Linked DNA regions of Mus musculus: regions 1, 2, 4 and 5 are each linked to region 3. A link is a contact called in public HiChIP or PLAC-seq data. All regions are on one chromosome and are shown on one strand. The core of a region is the stretch at or near the end of the contact, and the rest is flanking DNA. Distances in the headings are between cores, read along the strand shown. Region 1 overlaps 1700123O12Rik (RIKEN cDNA 1700123O12 gene). Region 2 overlaps Gm46879 (a long non-coding RNA gene). Region 3 holds the start of Gdf6 (growth differentiation factor 6). Region 4 overlaps 1700123O12Rik (RIKEN cDNA 1700123O12 gene). Region 5 overlaps 1700123O12Rik (RIKEN cDNA 1700123O12 gene).

The links. HiChIP or PLAC-seq counts read pairs in DNA pulled down with a chosen protein or histone mark.
Region 1: a contact with region 3 is called in an H3K27ac HiChIP or PLAC-seq map of embryonic stem cells, with 6 times the contacts expected there. The contact joins the enhancer-like site here to the promoter of Gdf6 in region 3. A contact is called at or near these places in 5 of 39 promoter capture datasets (the C10 cell line, the SN4741 cell line, cranial neural crest and 2 more) and 11 of 115 datasets of contacts at active chromatin or transcription factors (astrocytes, craniofacial prominence, embryonic forebrain and 6 more).
Region 2: an H3K4me3 HiChIP or PLAC-seq map of stem cell-derived neural progenitor cells shows a contact between it and region 3, with 15 read pairs. The contact joins the enhancer-like site here to the promoter of Gdf6 in region 3. A contact is called at or near these places in 7 of 39 promoter capture datasets (the 3T3-L1 cell line, 3T3-L1-derived adipocytes, hippocampal neurons and 3 more), 3 of 484 Hi-C or Micro-C datasets (adipose-derived mesenchymal stem cells, embryonic stem cells and myocytes) and 6 of 115 datasets of contacts at active chromatin or transcription factors (craniofacial prominence, embryonic forebrain, embryonic stem cells and 2 more).
Region 4: a contact with region 3 is called in an H3K4me3 HiChIP or PLAC-seq map of embryonic limb bud, with 5 times the contacts expected there. The contact joins the enhancer-like site here to the promoter of Gdf6 in region 3. A contact is called at or near these places in 6 of 39 promoter capture datasets (the C10 cell line, the SN4741 cell line, cranial neural crest and 3 more), 8 of 115 datasets of contacts at active chromatin or transcription factors (astrocytes, craniofacial prominence, embryonic forebrain and 5 more) and 1 of 9 other capture datasets (embryonic stem cells).
Region 5: an H3K4me3 HiChIP or PLAC-seq map of embryonic limb bud shows a contact between it and region 3, with 5 times the contacts expected there. The contact joins the enhancer-like site here to the promoter of Gdf6 in region 3. A contact is called at or near these places in 7 of 39 promoter capture datasets (the 3T3-L1 cell line, embryonic stem cells, frontonasal cranial neural crest and 3 more), 2 of 115 datasets of contacts at active chromatin or transcription factors (craniofacial prominence and embryonic limb bud) and 1 of 9 other capture datasets (embryonic stem cells).

Annotation. Positions count from the first base shown.
Region 1 is chr4:10,749,589-10,753,322 of GRCm38.p6, forward strand. The region is part of intron 2 of 1700123O12Rik (RIKEN cDNA 1700123O12 gene); the gene reads right to left. Among named protein-coding and RNA genes, the nearest start is that of 1700123O12Rik, 46 kb to the right of the region's middle. Within about 2 kb of position 1,268, at least 13 of the 459 cell types and tissues checked have an H3K27ac peak or open chromatin away from gene starts, as enhancers often do. A contact at or near this core is called in embryonic stem cells, where this site is marked.
Region 2 is chr4:10,397,441-10,401,455 of GRCm38.p6, forward strand. It overlaps Gm46879 (a long non-coding RNA gene), which reads right to left. Exons shown (of 4, transcript XR_001784523.2): 3 at 209-317. Among named protein-coding and RNA genes, the nearest start is that of Gm46879, 11 kb to the right of the region's middle. Within about 2 kb of position 2,476, at least 13 of the 459 cell types and tissues checked have an H3K27ac peak or open chromatin away from gene starts, as enhancers often do. A contact at or near this core is called in embryonic stem cells and stem cell-derived neural progenitor cells, where this site is marked.
Region 3 is chr4:9,842,007-9,845,663 of GRCm38.p6, forward strand. It overlaps Gdf6 (growth differentiation factor 6), which reads left to right and starts at 2,366. Exons shown (of 2, transcript NM_013526.1): 1 at 2,366-2,886. The coding sequence starts at 2,472.
Region 4 is chr4:10,773,599-10,777,695 of GRCm38.p6, forward strand. It overlaps 1700123O12Rik (RIKEN cDNA 1700123O12 gene), which reads right to left. Exons shown (of 5, transcript NR_045185.1): 2 at 2,906-2,965. Among named protein-coding and RNA genes, the nearest start is that of 1700123O12Rik, 22 kb to the right of the region's middle. Within about 2 kb of position 1,408, at least 38 of the 459 cell types and tissues checked have an H3K27ac peak or open chromatin away from gene starts, as enhancers often do. A contact at or near this core is called in craniofacial prominence, embryonic forebrain and embryonic limb bud, where this site is marked.
Region 5 is chr4:10,610,195-10,614,027 of GRCm38.p6, forward strand. The region is part of intron 4 of 1700123O12Rik (RIKEN cDNA 1700123O12 gene); the gene reads right to left. Among named protein-coding and RNA genes, the nearest start is that of 1700123O12Rik, 190 kb to the right of the region's middle. Within about 2 kb of position 2,282, at least 8 of the 459 cell types and tissues checked have an H3K27ac peak or open chromatin away from gene starts, as enhancers often do. A contact at or near this core is called in embryonic limb bud, where this site is marked.

The DNA of each region.
Region 1 (3,734 bases), core at 18-2,517, 910 kb after region 3:
GGGTTAGGTACATCTTTTCTCATAGAGGCCAGACCAGGCAGACCTCTGCTGAATGTGTGTCAGGACCACATACCAGCTCATGTATGCTGCCTAGTTAGTGGCTGAGTGGTGGCTGAGTGATAGATCTCAGGGATCCAAGTTAGTTGAGACTGCTGGTCTTCATATGGGGTCACCCTCCTCCTCAGCTTCTTCCAGCTCTTTCCTAATTCAACCACAGGGGTCACCAACTTCGGTACATTGGTTGGGGGTTAAATATCTGCATCTGTCTCAGTCAGCTGCTTGTTGGGCCACTCAAAGGGCAGCCATGCTAGGCTCCTATCTGTAAGCACACCATAGCATCAGTTGCCGAATACCCTCTTAGTCCCTTGTCTGTGTAGGATGGGTCTCTGGTTACAGATGGTCAAGGAGTCGGCAACACAGGAGATTGTGTAGAATCTGAATGTATTGTCACAAAGTGAACACCAACCTTATATAATACAGAAAATAAAGGGGGTAGGATGTCTGTCACAGCAGGCAAAGTACATTGAAGTTAGCTGACACAAAACAAAGGAATGACTTCAAAAGGACTTACAGAAACCAGGTAAATGTTCACAGTAAAGATAAAGCAGTCCTGCCTAGGGCCAGCTTAATGACAGGTAAAGATTTCACACCCTAGTCACAATTTGTGCTACTCCTTTGAGCCTTGTGAAAGCTTGTACCAGGGGAATCTGCTCTAACAGACCTTCTCATGAATAATGCAATACCACAACCCCCATATTTCCTAGGCCCTGATAAATTCTTGTATGACTGTAACTTGACTGTTCTTTTAAGTATCTGTGGAGAATCTCCATTTGTCAGAAGAATTCACCAACTTGCTTCTAATATGCAATGTTGCCTGCTATACCTAGCTGTAATGAAGATTCCTGTCTCAGTGGGATTCCCTAACTCTTTAATGGTAAACCCACCTATTCACTATTTTGTGAATTCCCTTGTCTGGGTGAGACTGGCTACTGACTAGCCCTGAGCTATTCTAGCTCTGTTCTTTGTAATGCCTAATTAGTTTCACAGTGTCTTCCAAGCTCCTCGGCTTCAAGCATTTTCTAGGACATTGGAACACTGGTGGAGGCTTAGCTATGTCAGAATTCAATCTTAAAAGGCACTTATAATAAAATAATACTAAAAGAGAGCACGTGGATCCATACACCAGGCTAACCCAGGGATAGAGTTTGAGTGTACGGCTTATGAGAACGCCTGGTTCCAGTAGGTTAAGTTTCCCTGAAACTCTTTGCGTAGCAATCAGTAATAGTGTGGGGCATTGGAGCCTCCCCTTGGGAATTTGGGCCTGTCACTGGACCTCCTTTCCCTCAGACTCTTCTCCGTCTTTGTCCCTGCATTTCTTTCAGAAAGGAACAACTCTGGGTCAGAGCTTTTGACTGTGGGATGGCAACCCCAGCCCTCCACTTGATGCCCTGTCTTTCTACTGGAGGTGAACTCTACAGGATATTTAGAACATTTGGAATTTTTATTCAAAATTTTAGTTACTTATATAGTCTAAATATTAATTCCTTCATAGAAAAAAAATAGTTTACAAATATTTTCTCTCATTCTGAATGTTTTCTATTAACTCTAATCATCATTCTCTTTGCTTTTCAGAAACTCTTTAGTTAGATATAATCCCATTTGTCTGTTTTTACCATTATTGCCTCTAATTTTAAGGCTCCATCCAAAATAAAATCTGCCCTTAATCCAATCTCTTGAATGTTTCACCTGTTTTTTTTTCTTTTTTTTTTTTTTTTTTTGTAGTCATGTCATAGTTTCAGTTTTTATATTTAGGCAGTTGCTCCATTTGAGTTTATTTTTATATATATATTGAGAAGTACATATTTATTTTATTTTCTGCATATGTAATATTCTGTTTGTCCAGAATATTTGTTAAAGAGACTGTCCTGTATGGTATCAGCACCTCTATCAAAAATTGTTTGAGTGCTCATTTCAGTATCACGTGTATTAAAGTTGAAACAATCAAGATCCCTGGACCCTATGATCCCTGGAAATGGATGCCATGCAAACCTTTGAATTGTTACATTATTTCAGTTTCTTCAGTTCAAAGAATCATTGCAGAATAATTTGAAAACTTGTATTTTAATAAACTGAAAAACCTAGAAAGAAGGTAAATAAATGTCTGGACATTTAGATCAACCAACACTGAATTAAGAAATCATTACTCTAAACAAATCAATAGTAAGCAATGAGATCAAACTATTAGTAAAAAGAACTTTTCACTTCTTAGTTCTATCAGCTCAGAACTAATTATAACTATTGATATTTAAAAACTAATATCAATAGTTTGTTTCTTAAATTTTTCCATAAAGCAGAAAGTGAAGAACTATTCATCTACAAAATTAGTATTATCCTCATACTAAAACCAGATAATGCAACAACAAAAGCTATAGGCCAATTTCCTAGATAAACATAGATATAAAAAAATCCTCAAGAGAAAACTTACATACAAAGTTCAAAGCAAAGTAGAAAAATCATACACCATGACCAAGTTGGTTTTAGTTCAAGGCTGCAAGGATGGTTCAATATATGTGAATCAATTCCCATACTACAGCATAAAATAAATACATACAACCATCTTAACAAACACAGAAAAGAAAGACTCTGACAAAATTCAAAACCCCTATGATAAAATCCCTAAAGAATCTAGAATAGAAAGAACAGACTACAACATGATAAAGGCTATATGAAACAAGCAAAGTCCAACGTTGTATTCAATTAGGAAAACCTGAAAGAATTTCTTCCGAAATTAGATGTGAAATCAAAATCACACACAAGACCATTACTTTAGTTAATGCAGAGCTTGATATACTTGATAGCCAAAGCAATAGAGAAAAGAAAGAACAAATAGGAAAAGAAAAAGACAAATTATCCATATTTCCAAATATAACCCACTACTAACAAATGCTTAAACACTCTACCAAAGTCCTTTAGCTGTGACAGGATACAAATGCAGAAAGAAAAAAGAAATAAAACAAACCAAAAAAAAAAAAAAAAAACCCTCACAGCAATAATGAACATGCTATTAAACATATACAATAAAAAATTTTAAATAATGAACATACTGAGGAAAAAAACAGAAAAACAAAAATAGAATAGACTAGATCAGAAGTTGGCAGATTATACCATCCAATTTCTAAACCAGAGATGGTTCAAGAGGAACAGAGGGAAAGAAGAGAAGGACAGAGGAAGGAAGAGATGGAGGGGAAGGGAGGAGGACGTAGAGGGGAGAGAGATGGACAGAAAGAAGTCACAGATGCCATGACAGAAGAGAGGATGGAGGGGTTGGAACGAGAGATTTGAAAGTACAATCAATACTGGACACATCACTGAGAAGTTCTGCAGTCCAACAGATAGGAATAACTATTTAGGTGTAGGAGTGGGGGATCTTTTCTTCTCATCATGGGCTGGAGCAGTATCCAGGATCCAGTTTTTGCTGAATCTGTGGCCACGGTTCTAAAGCTACTTCCCTATATGATCCACCCTGGAAATCTAAAGAACGTGTCAAGGGTCTATACCCTGAGGCCATGTCTTCAGAACACTACAAGTTAGAGGAACAGGCTTTGAGTCAGAACCACACAGTGCTCTGCATGGTGGAAGTCTGTTCTGATCCGTAGAATGAGACTCGCTAGCTCTGAGTAGATGGGAAAGCAATAGCAAGGTCTCAAAAGTGCTAAAGTCTAAGTGCACCACTG
Region 2 (4,015 bases), core at 1,226-3,725, 560 kb after region 3:
GGCTCTGGGAAAGGTTTTGTGTTGAAATTCTGGCCTTTGGCCACCTGAGTGAGAAAGAGAAAGCTGGCATCAACACTGCCTACTGGCAGCCAAGAGCAGATCTCAGGGTGAGAAATTAGAGGAAGGGACAGACAGGGGGTGCAAAGGTAGATCCCTGGGAGCTGTGGACACAAGTCCAGAGAAAGGGGGCAGAGCCTATCACTCCTACCTGGAAGGCAATGATGGTGGTGCGCTGATAGAGCATGGTGAGGTTTCTCCCAGCTTCTGCTCCTGAGCCAAACACTTCTTGCCTTTCACAGATGAGACTAGAGACAACTCTGAAAACAACCCAGAGAAATCAAAAGCCTGCACAAAAGAGACAGTTTGTGGTTGCCGTATTACTCTGACATTGTCTTAACGTTATAATCAGGGTTTTCATGGCCTCTTCATGCCTCTAACAAGTGGATTTCCATATAAACACTCAAAACCAAGAATGCAGTCCAATAAATTTGAGATGCTACTTGGTGTCTCACCATGGCAACCTTCTGCCAAGTTATGTGCACGACTGCAAGGAAACTATTAACCATGAAAAATAAAAAATAACTAGAAAAAGAAAACTTTGAGTTTGTGCTCAAGTCACTCAGAACACTAACATTTTTTTAAAAACACCTCAACTTCAATGGTTAACTAAAGTGTAATGAGTGGATATTTGAAGGAAAAATACCAGAGAGGCTCATTTTCCTCTATGGTCAACCAAAACCTCCGAGAAGACCAACTGGGTGTGTGCTGGATGAGATCCTTTGTATAATTATGAACCTGAAATTTCAAGTACATTCTGTGTAAACTGGTCAGTTGCCAAGGTCAGTGAGGTCTCTGTGAAAAATACTAGAAATAGTATGTACAGTATGTGTCTTGGGAGAAAAAGTCAGCACAAGGCTGGTTTCACAACTCAAAAGACTTAGAGTTCTTAGCGATGCTTTTGTTTTCCCTAAGAAGTGCACATGCTCTTCTCCTCATGGAGGTAATTCCTTGTTTTCTCTGGCAGTCTTGCATTCACTTTTCATAGATGTTACCTGTTGAGGCCTAAAACTCCATTTTGATTTCTCCACCTTACCCCATCTTAATTCCTTTATTCTAGTCTCTCATGTCACCAAAGTTCAACTAAAAAAGAGAATCTCTTGCAGAAAATAATATAGATCACCTTGAGTCATGTTGGCATTGGCAGGTGACCAGAGAATTTCCCTGTTTTTGTTGAGATGGACATGCTGGTGAGTCAGAAATATACAAGGTCATCAGCAGGCAATTTGTGATGTATGCACATATGTGTATACATGTGTGCACATGATGTGGCTCATCCATAGGTGTCACCTCTCAGGAGCCATCTAGCTTGCTTTAGAGACAGGTTCTCTCACTAGCACACTAATTAGGCTAAACTGGCTTTCCAGCAAGCCCCAGGAGCCTTTTTGCCTTCACTTGTCCAGCACTGGATTGACAAGTGTGTAACCATGACTGGCTTGTTTGTTTACACTTGTGTAACCATGACTGGCTTGTTTGTTTGTTTGTTTGTTTGTTTGTTTGTTTGTTTGTCATTTGGGTGTTTTGCTGTTGTTTGTTCTGCTTTTTTTCCAGGAGTTGCTGTTTGCTTGTTTTGTTTTTGTTTGGGGGGGGAGGGGTTCATTGATGTTTGGTTTTGTTTTGTTTGGGTTTCTGTCATTGTTTGTCTGGGGGTTGCTGCTGTTGTTTGTTTGTGTTTAAACCCTGGCATTGGGTGTGGAATTTGGGTCCTCTTGCTTACACAGCAACTACTTTACTAATTGAGCTTGCTCCCCAACCACATTATTGGGTGATATTTTAATTAGAAACTGTAGAAAAACAGGGCTGTAAAGAGAGTAAGAAAGGCAAAGTAGACCCCAGATGTCCTGGGATAAACTGAACTGGCAGTTGGGATATAGGCAGAAAATTCCATTTTGGCAGCTTGGTCGGAGTTGAATGTTGTTTCTAAATATCAAGTTAGCAGCAAACCTTGGCCTCCATTTTCTTCAGAACTCAGTTCTCCACGGCTTCAGAAAAGCTGTTTCACTCCACCAAGGCATTTGAGAAACAGAATATTCTTGGTGGCATTTCAAATCTAGCATTTTACTCAAATAGACACTGTACAATTCAATCAATTGTTTAACAGAAACCAGGTAAGGGGCCAGCAAAACTAACTAACAAGGTTACTGAAAGAGTCCAAGTTCATAGATTAAAAAAAAAAAAAAAACTACTTAAAACCAACTGTGATTAGATTTCAGGGGTGTGAATGAGTTCCACAATGAAGCAATTGGTAAAATGACCTTGAGAAAGAAAAGTAACAAAGACATCAGGGTGTTTTAGAGATAGCTAAAGTCATTTGTGCCAGGAAGAATGACCTGTGAAAAGGCAAGAGTCAACTGGATGGACATTTGCATGTCAAAGGACTCAGAGCCACTGACCTCCCCCACATCCTTAAATTCAACATTTTCTGCCTGTAAGTGCATTGGGTCACTGGTACAATAGACACAAAACTTGTTCTTCCTTCTCTGACTTATCCCAACCCCCACAGCTGACTTGGTTCTTCACCGGGTTGAAAAGAGAGAGTGAGAAGCTGTGAGATCATTCCAATGCTTTTATTTCTCTTCATTCACAAAAACTTCTGGTCTTTTCTTAGAAAATAGCAAAGCCTAAAAAAAACACCTGAAGTTGGACACTGGTGTCCAGTGCTGGAGTCAGGTTTCTATGGAAGAAAGCAGCTTGTTGGCATGTATATAGAATGATAAAGTCCTCTGTGAATAAAAACCCTAAAGAGAACCCTAAAGACCAGACCCTAAAGAGAGCTCCCTCATAGCCAGGATAATTAATGCATGGTGCTGGTGGAAGATTGGTAGGCACTCTACCACCACCACCATCCAGGAAATGCCTGTGACCTGTGCATACTGCTTCAGAGGAACAGTTAGTAGTTAGACCCCTTTGGAACAGATGGCTCTCACAGCAGTATACTCATTTTAAGAAGAAACGTTTACTAAAGGTTCAGACTTCTGCCACTTTACAAGCTCCTACTCTAGAGAGAGCAGGTACAGGCAGAACAAAGCCACAGACATAACTTCAAACAGGAGGGCAGGACAGGCTCCAAAAGAACAACCAACGTGGTGGTTTGGGTCCCATTCCTCCCTTCCCACTTCCTCTCTCAGGAAAGCCACTTAAGAGGGAAATGAAATTCCTTGGTGACAAAAGAGAGAAGGGGATAAATATAAACATCTCCCAAAAGGTTGACGGACTAGATGTGGTAAATGAAATCATGCCGGGTGTTGACTCTGCAATCCTTTGGCTTGGCTCCTTCCTTTCCTGTTGTCCTTGAACTAGGTCATTGCTTCTTTTCCATCACAAGAAAGAACTAATGAAGGAGCAGCAAGAAGAAGCAGCAAAAGAGTCAAAGTGCTGCGGTCCTGTAGGGCTAGCCTGGTCTAGGTCCTGAAATGCCTCTCTTGAGTGTTGCAAGTGCTTCCCTGCTGATATGAAAGTAATTGTTACTAACTGAATTCAAGCATAATAGTGTAATCTCAGATCTTTAAACCAAAGTCCATTTGTAGGCACTCTTACCCAATCAAGAAATCTGCTACAAATAAAATCCATAATTAAAAGTTATCAAAATCTTGGGCTGTGGGGATTTCATTTCATTGTTTTTTATAAATTACATGGCAGTATTCTGGCTTCCACATTTTTTTAATTCAGAAAATATGAGAGGCCATGATATACTAGAAGCACTTTCTGAGATACTCCTTATAAAGTTGCCTTCTAAAAATAACGTTTGGTCAGGTTAACAGTTCTAAATTGAGTTTCTTCTTATCAGCCTCATAAAACATTACTAAAAATGGTCCAACTTGCTATAATTCTGAGGTATTTATTAAACAGTTACTGTATGCCAGGTATTGTTCCCAGACCTGAGAAAATAACAATAAATAAAAACCAAAGGGGGGGGGGAGACAAGCCTTCTGTTCTTGTGACAGTTTCATTCAGTATG
Region 3 (3,657 bases), core at 1,116-3,615:
TTCTTTGTGGTCCCTGTCGTTTGCCTTTCCACTACCTAGTCTGTTGAAGGGTTGTAGGCCATAGGCAATGAGACCTCTGCCTTGTTTCCTGTTTACTGGTAACTCACAACAGATAACTGCTGTGGGCAAACTGAGCAGAGATGAAGGCCAGCAGGAAGCGTGGTGCTGAGAAAGGATCCAAGCCCATGAGTCATCCCTAACAGGGCTGTGGAGCCAGACATGCGCAGAGTGTTAGCACAAGGTACACATGCTCATTCCCAGAAGGAGAGAATGGAGACAAGCCATGGATGGATGCCTCTCCTGGATGTCAGTACAGCGAGGGGAAGAGAAAGAGGCGCAGCACAGATATTAGAAGGCGATCGATTTGGTATTAGACATTAAGAGATGAGGGTGTCATCTCTGGATAACAGTAATGTATGAAGGACATGTGCACCAAAGATGAAGGAACATGAACAGAGAGAGCTTTTCGTCCTAGTGGGCTAAGCATTATTTAAGACTTAAAACTTCCTAGCTCCTTTCTCAGCCTTACACTGGTGAATGATAATGCTAGAAAGCAGAAGGAAGAAGCTAGACTCCTTCAAGTCCCAGACAGGCCATGGGTTGGCAGTCATGAACTGAGTAGCCCTAAGGGACGTTAAATGGGTTGGGGTAGAACCAGAATCTCTAGTGATAGAGAGCAAAGCAGCCCCTCTCAATAGCCTCGCAATTAGGAGTAGTGGCAATACAGGAGCAGTGTGATCGTGGGCCTCAGTTTCTCTGTCTGTAAAATAGAGATAATGTGGCCCTTGTCTCAGGCTTGTTATGAAGATTATGTGAAACTGTTTGCTAAGGCCATAGAGCCAGGCCTGACACAGCAGATGTCCAAGGTGAGTGTCATGCCTCTTAAGGAAGTCAGAGTAAAGAGAAGGGGAGAGAGGACCAAATTATCCTCACGCCTGCAAGGTCCCAATGAAGACAGGAGGGCCAGGGCGAGAGAACCCACAGAGACACAGCTCAAACCAGGAGGAGCAGAATGGTGGAACCACTGCTTCCTGGGTCTATCCGTGGCTGTGCCCTCTTGGCTGAATGGCCCTGGAAAGCCTTTATCTCTGAGCCTTTTGCCCCCCCCCTTTTTTTTTTAAATCCATAAGTGGAGTAATTTACAGGAGGACGTTTACAGATGGTGCGTGAGTACCCTGTAAAGACTCTGGACAACTTCCGTCTAGAGCGCTGTGCGAGAGAAGCAACGCTTCGCCGCCAAACCTAGCAACGTCCTGAACCGCGGGGCGGTGGGCGGGGAAGACACTGGGAATCTGGGGACAGATAAAGGAAACTCGTGATGGGGCGAGGCTGGGCTGAAGAGAAACAGATTGGGGTAGAGCTGCGCAGGGAGGGGTCTGGTGAAAGGGGGAGAGAGAGGGTGGGGATCAGAGAGTTGGGAGGCCACAGCCAAAAAAAAAAGCATATTTGGGGGGCAGGGACTGGGTGAGGAGAGGTATCGAATCGGAATGGGAAGGAATTTGGGGGAAGGACTAATTCCTGAAGACAATAGGAAAGAGGAAAAAGGAAGTACGGGTGCAGAAGAAGAGGGAGTCAAGCCCCTAAGGGTCCAGAGAAGTGTGGGGTCCCACGAAAGAGAAATGAAGCAGCTGGAGCAAACACCAGAGATTGAGGTCTGCGAGAGGAGAGTCTGGGGCCTGCAGGAGAGCGCGGCAGCTCCGAGCACCGGTCCAAACTCTGAAGACTGGTGGCCTTTGCCTGACCTCGAAGGTCGGGAATTGACGCGGGTCTTTGTGGAAAGCAGCATTCTACCAAGAGAAGGGGGCTGTGAAGGACTGGCCCCTGCGCCTGGCTTCCGGGACTCAGGGATGAAACTTGTGGGCGCGCGGGGGGGGGGGGGTGAGAGGGTGCTAACCGCCCGCTAGGAGGGTAGGGTGGCAAAGAGAGGGTGCCACTGCCCGGAGCCAGGGCGCAGCCTGCGGCAGCAGCCCCCCACCCCCACCCCCGCTCCGAGCCAGCCGCCGCGGCTGCCACTCCCCCGGGTCCCTGGAGAAGTTCGAGCAGCTGGTGGGGACTGACGGTCCCCGGCGCAGGCGGCTGCCTGCGGGCTCTGGCTCCCCAACCCTGGGACAGAGGCGCTCGCCTCTGGCTCGCCCAGTCGGCGCTCCGGACCCCGTGGGGCTCTTCCAGCTCTCACCTTGCCACCACCACAGCCCACCGCTGCCCCCCACCCCACACCTCCTGCCCGCACTACCCGCCTCCCTCCCTATCCCCGCAGCGCTGCTCTCCCCTCCTCTCCCCACCTCCCGGCGAGGGGCGGGAGGGGGCGTGGCAGGGCCTGGATTTGTGTAGCTGCTACCCGGCTCCCCGCACTCGTAGTCTGCAGGAGGAGCGCGGCCCCCGCCGCTGTCCAGCCGCTCCGTGCCTTTCGCGCCCGGCGCAGCCGCTGCTGTCGCCGCCGCCTCTCCGAGTAACTTAGCCACTCGCTCGCCATGGACACTCCTAGGGTCCTTCTCTGGGCGATCTTCCTCATTAGCTTCCTCTGGGATTTGCCGGGTTTCCAGCAGGCTTCCATCTCCTCGTCCTCCTCCTCCTCCACCGAATTGGACTCCACCAAAGACGTGGGGAACCGCAAAGAAGGGAAGATGCAGCGAACTCCACAAGAGAGTGCCGAGGGCCGGACGCCCCCGGAGCACGGGCTGCGGCAGAAGGACCTCCGGCGGCGGCCGCCCGGACAACATCAGGGGCAGGAGCCGCCGGGCAGGGGGCTGCGCGTGGTGCCTCACGAGTACATGCTGTCAATCTACAAGACTTACTCCATTGCCGAGAAGCTGGGCATCAATGCCAGCTTTTTCCAGTCTTCCAAGTCAGCTAATACGATCACTAGCTTTGTAGACAGAGGACTGGGTAAGTGGCAAAGAAAGCGCCCGACTCCTCTCCAGTTGGAGCTCCTCAGCCAGAGCTCTACCCAGGCTCTGGCAAGAGGCTGCTTTTGTGAATTCCCTTCGCATTTTGGACACCTCCCCCCTATTTTACTTTTCTCAAGCCCCCAATTCTGAGTGCAGCTGCAGCTTTTTGCTCCAGTCTGCAATTCTCCCCTACTTTCTTACTTTTTTTCTCTCCTTTTCCTTCCTGTTTTCTATTTTGCCGAAAGCATCGCGGCGGTCAATGGTCTGGTAGCTAGCAGAGGAAGCATAGAGGAAAAGAAGTGATGAGCAAATGAAGGGAAAGGGAGAAGGGTCAGAGAAAGGACTGAGAGACCCTGGCTCCAAAGCTTGTGAGGGTCGCGGGCCCTAGAGCATTCATGAGAGCTTTAGAGAGCCTCCTGTCTCTCAAGGAAAAGCCAGCACAAGGTAGTCAATCCGTCTAGGATCGGTGTCAGGCAGTGCCTAGATCCAGCAGCCCTGTGGGTTCACCCGATGTCCTGCGTAGGGTGTGGGGAAATATCAGCCAGGTGGGCACCCAGTGCCTTGTGGCACCGTTTTTATTTTTCCTCGTCTCACACATGATAGTTTTCAAGCCACCATCTTCGGGGTGGGCTGAAACTGGGACTGATAAAAGCGTGGAGTTGTTGGTGCTTACTGTACTACAGGACGGTACTCATCTACCTTTCTCAGCCAGGCAACCCTTCTATCGATGATCATCTCGGGACCCTACCCTCATCCCCTGTGCCAGACA
Region 4 (4,097 bases), core at 158-2,657, 930 kb after region 3:
TAAGAAACTAAAGTCTATCATTTGAGTCACTTCATATTTGGTATTTGAAATTGAGGTCTGAGCTGATAGTACCATATCTGCCCCCCCCCCTTCTTTCAAGGCTGAAAGTTAGGTACTTTCATCTCTGAGTAATACATATGAAAACTGAGATTTACAGTGGTCACTTAGTCTGTGATTGACTAAGGCAACAGTCCAGAGTCAGGTTTTAGCCTTCATCCAGTGGCTTTGCGGGAAAAGACTGCCAGTTAAGTGTCTCACAGTAGAGTCATCAATACAGCAATAATCAATGATGACATGTGTACTGGCTGGTTTTGTATGTCAACTTGACACAAGTTAGAGTCATCAGAAAGGAAGGAGTCTCAGTTGAGAAAAATGCCTCCATGAGATCCAGCTGTAAGGCATTTTCTCAATTAGTGAGGGTGGGTGGCCCACCCCATTGTAGGTGGTGCCATCCCTGAAATGGTGGACCTAGGTTCTATAAGAAAGCAAGCTATGATGAGCAAGTCAGTAAGCAGCACCCCTCCATGGTCTCTGCATCAGTTCCTGCCTTCAGGTTCCTGCCATTTGAATTCCTGTCTTGACTTCCTTTGATGATGAACAGCAAGCCTTGGTCATGGTGTCTCTTCACAGCAATAAACCCCCAACTAAAACAACATGTATAAAGCATGCTCACATTTAAACTCCTACCATCCTTGTAACAACACTTTGAGATATGTACCACCATTGTCCCATTTTGTGACACTTATTAAAAAAGTGTATTTTCTGGTCCCCTTCATTTTGACTCCTGTCAGTGTCTGTTTATCCCCATGTCTCCCCCTGTATCCACCATCTCCAAATACTTAAGGAAAATCCTGTGTCATCGTACTGGGTCATGGTGTCTTTCCAGATGGTCTTACATTCTTTGTAGAACAAGTAGGGTGCACCCTGACTTTTCTTCTAATCCACAAACCAGTAATATGTCAAAGCCCCATTGGGCTCACAAGAATGGGGTCTGGAAAAGATCCAGACAAGATGCTTTCTGCTGGTAGTTTCTTACTCTCTGTCAGTTCACACAAAGCCTGAGGTCTGGTGCTAAGGGAAGCAAATCATATCCAGGCACACTCCGAGGAACAGATCCAACCCCACTTCTCTGGCAGAACTACAGCTCCCACCCTAACTCCTCCCAGGCCAGCTGCCAGCATCACGCTTCTCAGGTTACACTGGACTGTAGAGGGGCCACCTCCATCCCAATCGCAGCAGATGTGGGCAAACACTGCCATCAACCAGGATGCTAACAGAAGATGCTGGGTTGTGTTCCACAAGGATCAAAAATGCAGTCTTTGCCTTCAAGCCTGGCCCTTTATGAAACCCCTACCATTGTCCAGATCTCCCCTAGCCTCCTAGGCCTTCCTAGGGCTGGCTTCATCCCTCTGCAAGGCTTTAGGGTACAGCCTGACATCACAGCATGCCCAGAGGGTGAAGTCACATGTGGCCATATGCCAAGAAAGTTTCTTTATTCCTCATTGAACCTCCCCTCCCCCAACCTCCCTCCAAGCATCCTGAAAAAGGGTTATGGGACCCTCTGAGAGTTTCAAGACTGTCTGTTCAGGCTCCTAACTGATTCCATTCAGGACCCAAAACAGCATCAACTCCATATTCAAGTGCTGTAGTGATCAGGATAGGGAATTTGTATTTTTCAGAAAAGAAGACCTTTATATTTCAGTACTTAAGATTACCCCAGCTTTACCTCTGGTGGTTTTTCTTCTGGTGACAAAACCAAAACAGTGATACAGTTGTTGCTGTTAGACCAGTCCTTCCTAAGCTTTGTGAGCCTCCTCTCTTAAGCACCATCAGATACTTTAAGGTAGGCCCTGTGTTCAGAGCAGTCGGAGCTCTAGGTTTGACAGGACATGAAGTAGCCTCTCCTTCCCCCATGAGAGCCCACTCATCCTTTTGTTAGAACTATCTATTTCAGGTCACTCTTTCAGGTAAGAAAAATCAGGAGCCAAGACTCATAACTATTATCAAAAGGGAACCTGGTTATATTTTCCAACTGGCAACATCTAGACAAAAGGTCTGAAGTTTACATACTTGTCCCAACATGCAAAACTTGCTGTTCCTCATTTTTTCTATACCTATACAGAAGTGGCTCAAATGTCCCCACTCCCATACACAGAAAAGGGTGACAGTAAACGTTCCAGTTGAGTTTCCTTGCTCAGTTCTTCCTATTTAAAGTTATTTCACTTGGGGTAAATATTTTGCTAAGATTCAAACTCATGTTCCCCAAAAGAGAAAAGACTGTCAGTGGGTAAAAGGTGACTCTTCCACATTCTTATAAAAGCAAGGACACCCTGAAACTCCCTATCTGCTAATCACGGTGATGGCTCCCAATATCTGGACTTTAGCTTCTACTGCAAATTCTTCTAAACTGTCCACATCTGGACATATAATCTATATCAGTCCATCACCTTGGCTAAGATTGGGATCCAAGAGGACCCATTAGCTGAGTCAGCTCCACCATGGCTCTGGTTATCCTATAGATCCTCCAACTATCAGCTCTACACTTCCTCTGACTGATGCAATAACTACCACAAAGCTCTGGAGGCTCACTTTGTCTCCTCACCATGGTTGCCTCAAGGGGAAGATTTGACTATCGACTTTCTATATTTTCTTAATGCCCACCAAAGGCCCAAATCCCAACCACTTCCCAGCCCTTCCAGTGTGTGGCAGTCATTACATGTGTGCCTGAGGTAGCTTTACAACAAGTCTTCCCATTTTTGCCTTTCAAAATGATCTTTTGAGAATGAGCTTGAAAAATCACAGCACCCCCTTACTTAAACTCTTTTTGTGGGTCCCACTCAGCACTTTGATGGGTTCTGTGACATTCCCTTGACCCACAACACCCTCTCCTTAGTTTCCTTCCTACCTGCCTTGGTGTTTGATCACTCCACTCATCCCAGGCCTTCCTGCTGTGTCTGTCGTAGGGCTATGAAGTGAAAAGAGGAAGAAAAGAGTGGCAATTAGGACTAAGGAATAAAAAGTCAGCAAGGGAAGGACAACAGACATCTCATGGTGGACTGGGACAGATGTGAGAAAGGCATACCATTACTTTAGTCCCTCTTCCAAATAACTCTCTCCCAAAGATCACTTAACCAAATGTTTCTCTTTCATGCCTTGTTTACCACTCATCTCTCCACGCAACCTCTCCTGTTCACTTAATTCGGACCATGTCCTCTGACCCTCATGAGCTCCCCCACTCTGTTCTGCATCTCTATTCTTTCATAGTTTTTGTTGCTTACCATACCTTTCTTGTCACTTACCACATCTGTCTGAATTCTTTCCACCCCTCACCCTACCTCAATCACCTAGAACAACATCAGCACAGATCACTACCATACCTCTAGCATTTAGAGCAAGTTACTGTATGCAGTAAGAACACAACACATGGTTTTTAATAGGCAAATAAACTCCCAGAATCCTTTTCCATTCATATTGGAAGAGTCTCTGCTTCTACTAGCACATCACAGTATCATTTCCTCCATAGATGGCCTATAGATGAGTCTCAGTTCTCCTGAAATTCCTAGTTGAATTTAGAAACTCAAGATTCCCTCTGTTTCTGTCTTCTACTTCAACCTATTTGACATGTATATTTATATTTTTTCCTGCCTGCCACTCTTCCTTCTTCACCCCTTCCCAGTTGAGAAGAACCTCATCAACCTCCTGTTCCATTCCCTCTCTACTCACACTCTGGGTTCAAATACACTGTGCTTTACTTTTAATGTAATGAGAGTTGATGAATGGCTTGGTGGTTGGTCTGTGGAACAAGAGCGGTAGCTCTAGACATTCTCAGCAAGGACGGGTTTGGGTGGCTTAGCAAGCCAGCCATGGGAACCAGGGTAAGATAGCCATTTTCGGCATTGGGCAAGGAAGAACCAGCAGCAACTGAATCTTGAGCCTAGCCAAAGCTAGCATGGGTTTTATAAATTACACGCAACAGAAAATTATAAATAGAATTCATTTAAAAATAGATAGACAGAATTCAAGTCTTTTCCCTCTACCTATCAAGCAAGCTATTTTCCAGATACCCAGATTAGCAAGTTTAATCTATAAGAAGAAAT
Region 5 (3,833 bases), core at 1,032-3,531, 770 kb after region 3:
GACTTTTTATTCTTGGCTGTGCCACATGATCTCATTGTAGTTCTGGCAAACCTCCCCTCTCAACATCTTGAGCTCTCACTTGACACATCTGTAAAATGTATAGAGGTACTGGAGTAGACAAAGGCTGGATGACATCAAATTACAAGCAGGAACCATGATTCCAGTGGAGAATGGTAAAGGCACCAATAAACCTCATATGCTGATGAAGAACCCAGGGTGCCTCCCATTGATAAGTGTTCGAAAACCAGAAGAGTGAATCAAAGGCCAAGAAGTACATACTGCCTCACAAATGGATAGCTCTGTATAAACAGTCCAGAGAGGGCTAGGCACAATATAAAACCAGTCTTTAAAGCTGGGAAGATAGCTCTATGGGCAAAGTGTTTATTGAGTAAGCATGAGAACCTGGATTTGGCTCTCCGGACATTTATATTTATATTTATATTTATTTATATTTCTGTGGCCAGATGCCACAGGAAGCATCTATAACCTCAGCCCTGAGAGGCAGAGTCAGGCACATCCCATCCCAGGGCTTGCCAGTAAGCCAGCCAAGCCAATCTGGCAGAAATGGTGAGATCCAGGGTCAGTGAGAATTGGTCTCAAAAACTAAGCTGGAGAGCAATAGAGTAAGACTATGGGCATCAACCTCTAGCCACTGGAGAATTTTTAAACTTCAGATCTGGGAAAACCCCTAAATACCATAAATTCTTACTGTTCTTCTAAAAAAAACAAGTCTTTTCTAGCAAGCCCCATGCAGGTAGTCATTTCCAATGCTACCAGTCATAACATTTCATGGGGCAACCCCTCATTGCTACACTCAAGCAACAGGAAAGGGCTTCCTTGTACCACATCCTACCAACCCCTCCTCTTTATGCAATCCAACCGAGTTGTGAAGTACAGAAGGTTAATCTAAAATCTAAGATAGCCACCTGTCTTGCTGGGACTGAAGGATTTCCTAGAATATAAGGCTTTTCTACTCTGAAACCAGAAGAGTCTCAGCAAACCAGAATGTTGGTCATCTTAAGTAAACATGCAGACCCCTTTATCAGAAGGCACAAAACATATGTACTCTCCCAGAAAATGAATATATTCTAGGGCAGAAAATCCTTTGGGAAGCCTTGCCTCTCAGACCAAAGAACTGCAGGAAACTGTGGGTCTATCTGAACTCCAACTGGCTCTTCCTCAATTCTCAATTCTGTGATTATTTTATTTGACTTGCATGGCACATGACTGCTTCTATATTCCAGGAGAAATCCAGAAAAGTATTTCTTAAGTAAATAAAAAAATTTCATAAGAACACTATACCTTGTAGAGGACACTGTGTCCCTTCTATAGAAAATATGTGACTCAGACAGGTTACCACCAAAATCAACAAGTTCCTCTGGAAAAGTTAGAGAGGAAGAAATGGGTAAGATATCTGTGGCTAGTGTCTGCATGCTGCTGTCAGCTCAGCAAATACATGTGAGCAATTTCATACTCAGAAATCTTCCCAGAAGAACAATATTTATGATAATGTTCAGGGATGGAATCCTAACCCTTTAGATTTGTTCAGCAGAATATATTCTATAAGATTCAAGAAGCCTTGGTGTCAGGGTTGTCCTGAGACTTACAGAGGGAAGTCAGCAGAGCCCAGTGTAGGGAGCTTTGGGAGATGGAATGGTGAGAATGGGTAGCTCTAAGGACACAGAGCAACACTGAAAGGAGGACTATTAGCAACGGGGAGTTCATTGACAAGACTGTCAGCTATTCAAGAGCAGAAACCATAAAACCACCTCTATGAGCCAGTTAGCAATTTGTTAAACAGTTAGAGTCAACATTCCTAGACTGAAAATACCAGCTTTCCCCTTGAGCAGGAGGAAGGTCTGATCTAATGAAGGAAGAAGGTAAGAAGAGAAGACACGTGAATACAGATTCCTTTAGCAAGATGCCCTGCGGGCTTCCCTAACTTGTAAGCAGCTTTGTATAAATTAAGTACTTTCCCCCAGGTTATCTGGGAAGCAACTTCTCCTCTAACTCATTTTTCTACAGGACAAGAAAAGGAAAGCCATTCAATATACATTTTTTTCATCCCAAATTTTATGTGTAAATACAAACTGGCTGTGTAGCTGTGACTGGCTTGTGTGGACTCCACTTGGAATAATGATGGAAGTTCAAAAGGTTAATCAAGTTATTAACATTTTAAAAGAAGGGAAATTTTCTTTCCCAGATGGCTTAACAGGTGACTCCTATAAATTACACAGTACATTACAGCGGGCATCCGCTAGCACAGTTATAGTAAAGAGTCTGTCAACATTTCCATTATACAGCCCTCTTTTCAAAGTTTATAACTCAGCCATAAAACTCTGCTCCAAGATGGGTTTTGGCTTTCTAGCTGAATTTTCAACTTAGCGGCAAAGTTTTTTATTTCCCCTTTCTTCTCCTTTTCTTCTCCTCTTCCTCATCCTTCTTTCCCTAATGAAAAGCACTTTTAAAACTACTGCTCTAGGTCCTGTAGAGATGGTTCTGGAGTTAAGAGCACTTGCTGTTCTCGCAGAGAACCCAGGTTCAGTTCCCAGAATATGCACGGAGTATAAGAAGCACTTGTAACTACAGTTCCAGGGGATCTAATGCCTTCCTCTGGCCTCTGAGGGCATCAGGCACACACGTGGTGCATACACAAACAGATAGACAGTAGACAAACATCCACAGAAGGTACAAAGAAACCTTAAAATACTGTTCTAAGGTTCAAAGGGACTTCCTCATGGGAAACCTTTCAGCTCTTTTATACTGAAGCACCATTATTTTTATGCTCAGGTATTTTGTTTCTTTCTTCTTAAAAATAAAAAAAAAAAAACTATGTAAGATCAGGTATTCTCATCATAGTTTTTCAAATCATAATGAAAATATAGACTTTCCAAGAAGAGATGTAATCAAAAAAAATTATTTCACTTTTTCATGAATTCTTAAAGTACTTATTTAGTACCAATAAATACGACTAAACAATACCAATAAAAACAATAGCATAATTCCCCTTAGTTCATCGGTTTGTGCACAGAGTCTCAAGAGCATAGCAACAGCACAATAACTTCCAGAAAGAGTCTCCATCCACCAGGGTAGAGAAAGAGAGATCAACACCGAAAATACAAAGTGGCCAGAAAGGTACACAAATGACTGAAGGCCTGCAGCTCCAAGCTTGCTTGATCACAGCCTGGGGAGTTTTTATGACCTCTTCAAGGCTGGGATACAGACTAAACAAAGTTCCCTTGACTTTGACCATGACATTCTTGGGGGCCAGGCCAGAGGGTGGGGAAGACAAACGCAAGCAGCCAACTGCTGAAACCAGAGCCTGCCTGCAACCTCACTGTTGCTGACCTCGGAGCCTAATACCCCCACTATTCTCATCTCAGACAGAAAGCTAAGCCACATGGGGAGTTTCAATGCCAATACAGAGGAGGCAGCATTCCAGGAATGAGGTCCGAAAAATTCTCACAGGAACAAGCAAAGACAGAGGAGTACTCGGTGGCCCTTAGCCAACCACCACCCCCAACCCTATCCCCACGCCTGACAACCAGGACAAAGGGTTCATCTGAAAAGATTCAGAGAAGTGGTCTTCCTTAGTAGGTCAGCACTTGCCATGATGCAAATGTAGTGCCTCCTAAAGTTAGGCATCAATGCCCCCTGGAGGTCAGAGGTCACATTCCTGTCCTGTCTCCTTTGCCCTCTGGGGGGTGGGGGTGGGGGGTTAACAGGGAACGGAGATGGTTTCTCAAGGAGAAACCCAGTAGTTTCCACCTACATCAAGGCAGAAGACTGAGGCCCTTTGGATTGCTCATCGACAGCATTTTGGCTTGAGGAAT